Regions from separate parts of the Anas platyrhynchos genome. Here region 1 is linked to region 2. Evidence: chromatin contacts called from public Hi-C data. All regions are on one chromosome and are shown on one strand. Each heading gives the region's core, a stretch centred on a gene start, on an enhancer-like site or on the middle of the called end of the contact. The rest is flanking DNA. Distances are from core to core; before and after follow the strand shown.

Region 1 (5,883 bases), core at 499-2,998, 96 kb after region 2:
GTGCAGAGAATGAAAATGGATTCCCTACCCCTACAGGTGTGAAACTATTAACTGTCATTTTTCTCTAGATGAAACAAATTATTAGATTCAATTGTTAGATCCAAAGTGGTTCCTGAACTGCAATTATTCATCTATTGCTAAAGACAATCCTTCATGTTATAATGCTACTTAAAGTTCCTTAATGTCCATTTGAAGTATGAGTTAATATTGCAAATATTGTAATATTGTTTGAAGACTGTATTCTATAAAATTTAGATTAAAAGCTGTTACATTCTAGGAAGTAACTTGGAAATGCCTTTCCAAACTTTTATTTTATTTTATTTTATTTTTTTAAGTTTCCATCATTAATCATGCCCTTTGATGTTTGCTTCCCAGCATGAGTACTCTAGCAAACATGTTTACATGTAGGAACATACACAGAAAGGACAAGCTGTAAGCACATACTGCTGACTACTACCAGAGCGAGAATCATGAATCCGTGTTGCAATCTGGACATACTGAACACTAAGTTCAGGCAAAAGTCTTGTGTGCCAAGGACAAAGTATATCATATTATTTCCCACTCAAACATGTTTTTAAATTGACGATACTCACACTGAACTCACTATTCACTTCTACCTGTGCTCAGTAGTTAAGCTCTATAAGAATTTGTTCAGTGCAGAAAATTGACTTAGTTCTGTTCTAAGCTGTGTATTTGCAATGTGTAACCATCCTTTACCATACATAAGAGAAACATAGGGAAAAATACTTTTCACTAGAAGAACTCCTAGTATAGCTCACATGACTGTGATAACTACAAATGTTTAATTGGTTGGTTGACTGTTTATTTAAAACATTTAAAGATAGAATGTATGTGTATTACATGGAAAGACAGAATGATGCTATTTGTCTTGGCTGTTCTGGTGCTAGAAAGCTGTAGAGTGCAGCTTTTAAGTCTAACTGCAGTGTAAGTTAGGATAGTCTGCCTTTTTTTCTTTTTTTTTTTTTTTCTTTCCCCCGAATGTGAACCTTAGTTGAGTGAATCAGTCTTCAGACCAGAGCACTAAGAACAAGTAAAGCTGCTTCACTGAAGGCAAACAAGGGTGAAATGATTTAATGTCAGGTAATACAACACCATGAAGGCGTCTCTTACTAAGTTCCTGTGCATGTGCCTCATTCTTTATGATAATAATGGTCTAAAGCATGTTCCCATAGAATTGCAGTAGTTGCAAAACTGATATGGATTACTGTGTGCTACAGGAAAAAAGAAAGACAGAAAAAAAGACCTTCATAAAAGTGGTCGTCTAAGAGCAATTTGCTCTGTTATTCTAGAATTCTCAATCCATGGACAAGGATGAAGTGGATATAAAGAGCTTAAGAGCTTCAGCCAGTGTTTTAAATGCATGAAAAGAATAGAAAATTTTCTTAGGACTGTGACTAACTGTGACTATTGAATGTACGCAAGTAGAAGATATTACCCTTAATTGTTTCAAAAAGAGGTATTACTTTCCCTTAAAATTACTTTTTATTATTATTAAAATGAATATTTTTATAAAAAATATTATTTTTATTATTATTAAAATGACCAATCCCAAAATCTTTTTCCTTTCCTACTATGTTGCAGTACATGGAGGGAAGTCCCTTCATATATCTAAGATTGGTATCACTCTCAACAGGTTTCTGCTGCAGGAGAATGGTAATGGAAGAGTGGCAGCATTGACTTGGTTTGAGTTTTGTCAGCTGTGTCCTGAAGCAAATGATTTCTTTGGGTCCTAAATCACGAGTTGTAGCATAGGAAGATGTTTGGTCAAATTTCAGTGAGATATTTGCCTGCTCCTATGATAAGAATTTCTCTTGGAAAAAAAAAAAAAAAAAGGAAACTGTGCAAGTGAGTGGCCTAATCTATGCACGTAGTTAGACTGGATTATCTAATGGCTTAAATAATTATTTAGTGTAGATGCTTTTCTTGTGTCTCAGAAGCATGACTCCCATAGTTTTGCTTTGTCAGACTTTTTTTAAAGACATTTTGGAGCTGCAGTACAAAAACAAGATGGTATGTTCAGAGCAGAAGGCAAAACAAAGGTCACAGTGTTTTTTAGCTTTATTCTTTGTGTTGTCTACACTACCAGTCAGCCTCCTAGTTTGAGACTTTTCCCCTACATCTGAAGCTCTTAAAAATGCAATGTTTACATTCAGATTTAGAATGTAATACTCAACATTACAATGAATCAATTAAAAGCTATATTCAGAGCCAAAGACTCTGTAGGGCTGTCATTATAATACTCGTAGGACTTACGACAGAAGTAGATCCCATTCTTGCTGTTTACTCATCTCTTCCAGGAAATCTATATAAAAAACGATGTATATTTTAATGTTGTTAAAATTGTAAGTATCTTAATAAGTAATCCTAGGTGTACTTGTCTACTACCTTTATCCACTAGGTGACAGTACAACTCTTTTACCTTTTTTATTATTATCTATAGGTGTTTTTAAAAAAAATCATGCTGTACAAACTTAAGAACATGTTCTTTCCAACCGAAAAGTGTGTGCTCTGTGTGATTTTTTAATGAGAAAAAAATATATATGGTAAGGATTTTTTCATCAGTATAGTTAGCTAATATAAATAAATTTCTTTATCATTTGAGCAAACTTGTTTGTTTTTAAATATGAAAGACATTACTGAGAGCCTTAATTGTGGTCTGGTAAATAGCTATGGAAAAAGAAAATCCTGGAAGTAACTGAAAAAAGCAGTTTTCAAACCCAAGGTAAGATATACAAAACAGTTATGTTTTTAATTGTCTTTAAGAAAACAACTTATATTGGTAAAACTGTGTTTTAAATAAATAATAGAATGAACAGTGTAGTTAATCTACATTTAAATGACTAATTACAGCGATTTAATCAAACATAAATTATTCACTTTTCTGCTATACTATGTCTCAAAGCTCCTAAGATGAAAGAATTGGATTTTAAGAAAACAGTTGTCTTTTACTTCAGCATTTACTGCTTACTTTTGGTAAATTTTTGAGAAGCTGCAGCACTGGGAAAAAAAAAAAAAAAAAAAAAAAAAAAAAAAAAAACTTTACAGAACTGTATTTCCATGCAAAATTGCATGCATTTCGAAAACTAATCCTGCTAAAATCCATTTCACTGGAGATGGTAGTTCACTGGAGACTTTAGTAAGTTACAACTGAAAGTGTCTGTAGGCATGTTCCCTCAGCCATTGCCCCTGAAATAGATTAAACTTACTGTAAAAATTAACTTTACTACATATATATCATATAACTATACAGTTAATTAAAAGATCCTTTTTTTTTTCTGGGATAGAGTTTTTAAATATTTCTAAAAGCCAGTATTTTAAAAGCCCAGGATTGTAGCATTTCATGTTTACAATAAATAGCGTTTTTAATATATTTGATAATAATATGTGTTTTTGATGAGATTATTTTGTTACAGTGTCAGTTTGCATATTCCTTGCATTTTGTATCACCACATGTTCATACTATATTGCCCTGATTCTTCATGAAGAAAAGGACTTTATTACATAGGGGGAAGATTTGCTTCTATCATTGTAATGCTACGTTCTGAGAAGAAGTCTTAAAAACAAATACCTAAACGTATATGGTAGGCACATTAAATAAATAAAATAAATATTGTGCATTGTGCATTAATAATGAAACATAGTCATCAAGTAAAAAATAAAATATTATGCATTAATAATAAAACATGCTAGTCAGCAAGTAAAAAATGAAACTCATTTGACGAGCTGTCTTACCGAGCACCTTCATCATAAACATTCTAGAAAGGTCTATTTTGAATATTTAAGGAAAAACAAGACTTGTAATAACATATTCACAAAGTGTCATTCCTTTACAAAATTTCAGTATGATTTACAGTACTGATTACTAGCTGAAATTTTGACAAGATTTATACTCTGCTTAGAAACCTTCTTCCCCCAAAACGGTTCAAGCTGAAATAGAATTTGGCCCATTTCTGTTTAATGGCTAAGAACCATGTACAGCTTGTACATTTAAAATTTATGATAGAGCATTACAAAGGATCGCTTTGTACACTGAGTTAGGATTTCTAGTGACATTAAAAGCTGGTTTGTTTCAATGCTTCTAGTAAAATGCTGAGACATCATTTAATATAATAAGTTGTATATAACTGCTATTTGTTTAATATTACAACTTGAAGTCTGAATATTTAATTTAAAAAAAAAAAAAAAATCCTCCATGACTTGCATCAGCTTCCTCTTTGTTCTCAGACATTCAAGATCTAATGCAATATCTAATATGCTTTATATTGTAAAATGCATGCGCACTATAATAATTGTTCCTATTTCTTTCAGGCAGACATCAAAATAATACATCCTTTTGTTGAATTTCATAAGAAGCACTTCTGTACCTTTCAGTTTAATTCTAGAACAAGGGAATAAGAAAGTTTGCATACATGATTTTAAGCAATTGTGTAAATAGTAGACACTAATATTAAAAAAGTTACTGAGCTTTTAACTCAGAGATAATAAAGAATGCAAATGAGATGTACTTATGAAAATGTTGCATTTTTCTACAATAATTTAGTAATCCAAAATGGTGTCTCCATTCATAACTTTATAGTTAAGAACATGTAATTCCTACAATAAACTTGTAGTTAGGGCTATAAGTTATGTAAGTTAGGGCTATAAGTTATGTAAGTTAGGGCTATATGTTATCTAAATTAGTTATGAAAGTTAGTTATGACTGACCCTATTTTTAAAAAATAAAGAATCTATAAGGTCTTCTCTCAGCAGTGATTTTTTAAATACATATCTGAAAAAGTAGCACACTTTCTTGATGTGTATCTATAGAGAAGTGTTTTGTTGTTTTTGTTTTTTTTTTTCTGAAATGACATCTAGTAAAATAACACATTCTTTGGCTTACAAGTTTAAAAAAAAAAATGTTATGAAAATAGATTATTAATATTTGAAACGATTAGCTGCCCTCTGTGTATGTTATTCCCAAAACAAAATTTCCTGAGCTGTATCATGCCATTATTTTCTCAGCAGAACAGAAGTAACTAGAGATTTCTTTCAAAGGGTGTCTAGTGCAGTATGGGTGCATGTACCAACACTGTTGGCCTGTTTCTTACCTTTTTTGTATTACACTAATGACTCTAGTTATTCATGATTTATAGCAGCACAAGAGAAACATCAGATCACTCATGCTTTTAGCAGCTCCTTCTACAAAACAGGACATGAAACAATACCTTTGCTGCCAAAGCCTGATCATCTATATTCTGTGTTTCACATGAAAAAATTGATGGCTTGATTCTGAGCTTGCTGAAATCTGTAAAAGCAAAGTTTTTTGTCAAGTTCAGCAGGTGTGAAGTCAAGCCCTGTGTTCTGAACCTGCAAGGATTTATGTGCTTACAGCTGTGTATCCATTAACATAAGCAAATTTGTTGCTGATTTGGGGGTCCTGAGTTTTAGTATTATTTGTATTTTAACTTACCGCACTTATTTTTCCATTATATACATGTATTGCAGTTGTGTCATTCACAATTAAGGTTTTAAAACTTTTTTTCTTTGCAATTTTTAAAGTTCATTTTTTCTTTACAAAATCATGTCTGGACCATTTTGGAAATGTGCTAAAGCAAATGCCCTTAGCGTTAGAAAAAGTATGTCTATATGGAGACTGAGGCTTAAGAAATATTGTCATTCGTGTGGTATAAAAATGAAATATTAAGATTAACACAAAATATAGTAAGTGAAAGGAGAGCAGATGACTTTAATCTTTTCAGATACAAAACTTGCCTCTCCTATTGTTAGAGTGGCTGACAACCTCAAAATATTGAAAGTTTTTTTATCTTCCTGGCATTCCTGGGAGGAGAGGAAGTGTCACTGTCCCCATTTCACAGCAGAATG
Region 2 (5,915 bases), core at 3,071-5,570:
CTAGTAGGTGAATGCAGATAGAGAAAGGTACATCAGGCATGGGCAATAACTGTTTTGCACAGCATGGATCTAATTAAAGCCTACTGAAGGAATGTTGGTACCCATGTGATGCCATTACTGTAAGCAAATATTATTTTGTTTATCTTCTTCTTCCTGAATCAAGATTTGGGCTTTAACTTCTAACTCTGGAAAATAATAGCAAACATTCTTCTAAAAATCAATGAAAAACAACTGTTTTGCATAAAAACCAAGATGGCATCTGATATTTCACACATGAACTAAGTTTATAAGTTTATAAGTTTATATACCACTTTTGAAGTGGTATATAAACAGAACTCCTTTTCTATATCAGTAAGCATAAGAATTCAAGCTTTGTTTATTAATTTGGAAAACCTGTAAAATGTATAATTTACTGTGTATTTGAACTTCTTGGTATCATTTCCTCTGTAAGAGTGTGCTTACCTGGAATATTTCTGGCAGCTAAAGAATAAACAGCAGGATCACAAGCAAAAAGGAAATCAATAGGGAAAAATAAATTGATGTAAAATTAAAGTTTATACAAACACAGGTATCTTCTGCAGACTTTTGAAAAGCAAGAAGTGGCAATAAAATTGGAGCAGGTGGTCCTTAAACATCCACTAAAAATGTCACTTGTCAAAATTCTTGGAACAAAGATAAGGGGCAGCATAGAATGAACTTCTAAACATTTTCTGGATAAGCTACTTTCACAGTGTTTTAGTTATATATTGTCCACAAATAGATTTTCTACATTCAGAAATGTTCTTTAAAGGCATTCCAGGAACATTGATCAGTTTAGACTTGCCCTAAACTTTTAAAATGAACTAGTCATTTGCTTGGTCTTGCAGAGTCAATGCTTGGAATTAGGTTGAATAACTTGGGCAACAACTCCTGTGCTTGAGTAGTATGATCCCACCTTTCATTATATGATAGCCTTTTCCTTTTTCTCCATATCAATCTATAATTTGTTCAATAAATAGAATGAATAATGGCTGTTCTATTTAAATACTCATTATCTTCTCATTTAATGTGCTGTCACTTACATGTATATTTGACTATTGATTACACCTTAATCTTTTTATTCTACTTTATTCACTGAAGATTTCAGGTGTTGTGCAGAGATATGTAGGAATCATGGTTCCTCAAGATGGGCACCTGCAAGATGGGCACCTGCAAGTAAATTAGACATGTTCACTGACATGCTGTGAATGTCTTGTGCAACCTGTAGAGAAGCCTGGACATAATCCTGGAGGGAGGAGAGGGAAATAACTGCCTTAATTGTGCTTTTTTTTTTTTTTTTTTTTCTCGTTTCTTCTTGTTTGCAGTCCTTTTTGTCCTTATCTATGCATCTTCCAACTGTTTTTAAGAACAGAGGGGACCCTAAAAACAGCATGCTACTCCGCTATTTGGACTGAGCCGTGTGCATTTTGTGCACAGAATGACAGTAACATTCTTCAGGGAGAAACACTGCAGTCAAGTAGAGATGGTATATCAATTGTTGCAAGCTCAGTCTTAAACTGGTCTTTTTCTGTTCCGTCTTAATCCTTGTTTCCGACATTTTAATTCATGTTTGTAACTGCACCTAGAACCTTAATTGCAAAACCTGTGAAGAACTGAAAAGTTCTGATGGGAGAGTCAGCTGTGTTTAATAAATCCCCTTTTCAGGGGGACATCACTAGGGCTGGAACTGTATTTAGTTCAACTGGAATAAGGATAGCTTGCTTTGTCTTTATTTTGACTACAAACTCTGTAGTTAGGAAATTAAATTCAGACAGAGGAATAAATCATTGTATTGCATTTTGTATTATAGTTGAACTGTTTGTAAAACTTGAACATATTTTATATTTATGTTTGCTAATTGTTTTGTAAACCCTTCAGTATTCAGGTTTGTAATATAAATAGTTTTGACTAAGGGCAAGATTTAGACTGCCTGCACTCTGCCTAAGCAAAAATTGGGCGCCTGCGGCTTGTGGAACAATTCAGAACAGACCTGGGAGATTCATGAGACCAGGGAAAGACTTGGGACCCTCCTTGGCTTAGTCTGTAGCCCAGAAAACTGAGGAACTGCGAAAGTCCTTCTATCCTTGAGTCTTTCTTACTGGGCTGCAGATCTGGGTTCATTCTTGCTCCTTTTGGGGTCTTTGAGTCTTGTTTTTACATGGTGGTGCATGCTCAACAGGAGAGTAGCTGTATATGCAGTGGCCCTGGTGGTGAGTGAAGTCCTCTGAAAAATGAAATGATGGACTTAATTTTAAGCTGAGGAGAACCTTAGGCATAACTGTCCTGCTTCCTGGGCCCTGATACATTAACTATTCATGTGTACTTTCAGGGGAACTGGCACTCCTTAGTTCTAAGGGTATGCAGGTGCCTAAACCATGAGAGTGGTTTAAGTATTTAAATTCCTTTGAAATCAATGGAAGTTACTATTCCCCTGGTATCTCTTTTGACCTGTATTAGATCTGCACAAGGTCTCCTTCGGTGTCCAGCATGCCCATCTGTTCACCAGCTCCCAGTGGCTGCTCCCTGGATGTGTACAGGACTGAACTGCTGATGAATTATTCCACTGACTGCAGGCTTGGGTGCTCTGAAGCATCCTGCTGCAGCGAGGCAGCGACCTTCTAAGTTTGCAGTGCCTATGCCAATATCCCAGAAGTATGTAGGCAAATAACTTTAAAATTAAACTTTCCAATTCGAGTGTCTAAAACTGAATGCCTAGAGGAAGATATCATGTATTTCATCATGGCAGGTATTATTTTTAATCACAAATCACTGAAGTCTGCAGGAATAGAATGGGGCTGTCAAAGTCTGCTCCTATCTGGTAGGAATGACTGGTAAAGGGCTCCTATCCCAGAAACTTTGGAAGTTTTGTTTGATGAAAAAACATCAATTGATTTAAAAATAAAATAAAACAAAATAAAAAATACCAAAGACAAGAAGCTATAATGATATTGGAAAAAATGTATATATTTTGCCTTAGTTGTAAGCAAAATCTTCAAAAGATCATCACATGCTGCTTATAGAACAATAAAAAAGTTTTAAACTGGAAGAATTTTCACTTTATACCAAGGTATGCAAGTTTGCTTTAGTTGAAAGTTTACTTTGCTAATGGAGGATTTTTAAATAAAGTTGACAAATTCTGAATTCAAGATCTAAATTTTACCACAAAAGATATATATATATTTTATGTGATAAACTATCACAGAATGAAGACTAATCACAGCAATTAAGGATGAACAATATATAATCCATCAGTGACTTGAAAGCTTGTCTTTACAATGTTATAAAATACAGAAAGAATAATTAATGGACTGGAAAGAGCTTGGACCAGTCTGGATTTCAGAGCTGGTCTGTCTTTGAAAGGGGTCAGACCAGCTGACCCCCAAAGTTCCCATCTCACCTAAATTACTGATTCTAACTCTACTACAAATGCTATTCAGTGTGAAAAAAAAAATAAAAAAATAGAGAATTGTATACAATCTATTAACTTATATCTCTGAAGTCCTGTACGAAACTTTAATTGATATCCCTTCTTACATTTGGGCATTAAGCTAAAATGTTGGAAAATTTGCTGTTATTTAATAATAAAATTTAAAAGTATTGCACTTCTAAAATGTGCAGCCCATCATCAGTTACTGTTGGATCAGCTGTATTGTTCTCAGTAAAAAGAGCTGTGAGATGCACTGAAGAGCATCATAAATCTCTTTTGGAAAAGTGGTAACAGTTTTATATAAAAGCACATTTTCCATTCAAAAAATGTAAACCTTTACTGAAGGAAAGGAGGAGATCACTTCTGATGTACCACTAGCACAGGCATCTGTGATGCACGATAACCTATTACTGCTCTCACTGCTTGGGTAACACCAGTCTGCCACAGCTCTGGCCTCATAATTTTGGAGCCCTTTCTTGAATGCAACATTTTTAATGTACGTTATTTCCCATTCTGTTCTACAACTTTTATTCTCAAACTTGAAAGAAAAAAAATATAGTGTTTGATTTTCCATTCACCAAGTTAGATATGTAAAGTCACATGGATGTTGTCATATTTTTGAACGTGGCTCCATTGCCCTTTTACCAAAGGATCTGGGGTGCATATCTGGAGATGTTTTCTCTCTGATTTGTGTTCAGTCTGTACACGGTTGTCTTGCTGAGTGAGGAATAGGGTTTTTTGTGGGCTCATAGACAGTACAATAAATTCATGAGATTTAATAAGTGAGATAAGACTGAAGCAGTCTTCTCTGTCTGAGCCTATTTACACTCAGTTATCTAATCACATTGCTGTTCCACCTTGACTTCCTGGGTTACACTTTGAAACTGTTAGATAAGAGTACTGTCAATATTTGCCTTAGCAGCTTCTCTGGACAGCTTAGTTATTCCTCCAGTCGTAGCTGGGACCCAGTCAATTTCTCATGCTTTCTATTGAGATTTCCATCCCATATCTATAGGTCACCTTCAGTTGGCTTTGAGCTGGAGCTGGATCAAGCATAGGTTTCCTTCCATTCTTGAGTGTCCAAGACGTATTTGTATTTCTCCCTCATATGTTGCAGGATGGATGTTGGCAGTGGTCTGACAGACCTTTGCACTGTTTCCATTCAATCAGAGTTCCATTTGGGTTTTGCTTAGCTTCTGCTCGGCATCTCTAGGTTTTTCTGAAACTCTTTTTCCCAGATCAAAACATTATATGTAGAACATCAGATGTCTGAGGTATTTTTCAAACATGGGTCCCGTGCCAAGCAGGACCTAAATGGCAGTGTGCTCTGAATGTATGCAATTTGTGCTTTGTTTTCTTACGTGTTCTTGCCAGAACCCTGGTGGTATCAAACCTGCTAGTGGGTAAAACATTTTCTGTCAGGAATCTCCTCCAATGTGTCTCCTCTCGTGTATAATTTAAATATTCTTTTTTCATATCTACAGACAAACTAGGTAAATAAATGGAGGCCCCCAGCTTTTTTCCTACCTGCTGTAGCCAGTAAATACACCCACTCGGTTCCTGCCTACAACAATAAAGTCCTCAAACTTGATAGGCAGTCTCTTGTTCCCTGTTTACTAAGCATGATCCATGGAAAGATAGGAATGAACTTTTCATGTCTCTTCTGTGCATACAACTATTTTTTTTTTTTTCTCTTGGTTTGGTCCCATGTTTCAGCTAACAGTATACCTTATTGTATGCCAACAGTTTGCAAATGTCCAGCACCAGAGAGGGTGCTTGTCAGTTTAGTATTTGGGATTTTTTCCATTGTTATTTTCCTTTGCAATTAGCTCATATTTTTGTTAGGGATGATGTTGCTTTTGCGAGACCTGTTTCTCTCATTAGCCAAGTGCTACTTATAATGAGACTCTCATCATACTTTTTTTTTTTTTAATTATTTCTTCCATCCCAGTGGATTTTGTCACTATCTAGGTTAAAATCAGCACAAACTCAGGGTGCATTTAGGTTGACCATGTCACCCTTTTCTGTTGCAAGGTTCAATATAGGTCAGTGGGGACATTGACCTGTAAAGGAAAGAGGTGGTGCTATTTATCTGTGCTTGTACTTATTGTGTTAGAAAACTCTTTGAAATGATGCTCAACCCTTTTAGGGAACCGATCCAAGAGGCTTAAGTGACAAACCTAATTGGTTTAGTTTTCTGTTAGTTTGTTTGCTCGAACTGGGGGAGCTGGCAGGAATACCCAGGCAGTGGAGGAAGAGGAGGCATTGGTTTGATATCAGCTGGCTCATTCGGTTGCTTACTTGTTTTATCAGGCCGCAGTGAGTGCCAAGAATGCTTCAGCTTCTGAATGTCACCCAAAGCTTAACAGATATCAGCAATTTAACTTGCTCTATTGTGGTAGCTAATGAAGCTGTTTGTCACCTTCCATATATACACTCGTAGGACCTGCTTCTCAGGTAACCTGAACCC

What was found. Hi-C and Micro-C count contacts between places; a contact is called where the count stands out from the background.
Region 1: a contact with region 2 is called in a Hi-C map of small yellow follicle, with 3 times the contacts expected there. The contact joins two enhancer-like sites. A contact is called at or near these places in 2 of 8 Hi-C or Micro-C datasets (F5 follicle and small yellow follicle).

The regions. Positions count from the first base shown.
Region 1 is chr5:25,562,268-25,568,150 of IASCAAS_PekinDuck_T2T, forward strand. All of the region lies in intron 1 of SLC25A21 (solute carrier family 25 member 21), which reads left to right. Among named protein-coding and RNA genes, the nearest start is that of MIPOL1, 110 kb to the left of the region's middle. Within about 2 kb of position 1,749, at least 4 of the 8 cell types and tissues checked have an H3K27ac peak or open chromatin away from gene starts, as enhancers often do. A contact at or near this core is called in F5 follicle and small yellow follicle, where this site is marked.
Region 2 is chr5:25,463,546-25,469,460 of IASCAAS_PekinDuck_T2T, forward strand. All of the region lies in intron 1 of SLC25A21 (solute carrier family 25 member 21), which reads left to right. Among named protein-coding and RNA genes, the nearest start is that of MIPOL1, 13 kb to the left of the region's middle. Within about 2 kb of position 4,321, at least 2 of the 8 cell types and tissues checked have an H3K27ac peak or open chromatin away from gene starts, as enhancers often do. A contact at or near this core is called in F5 follicle and small yellow follicle, where this site is marked.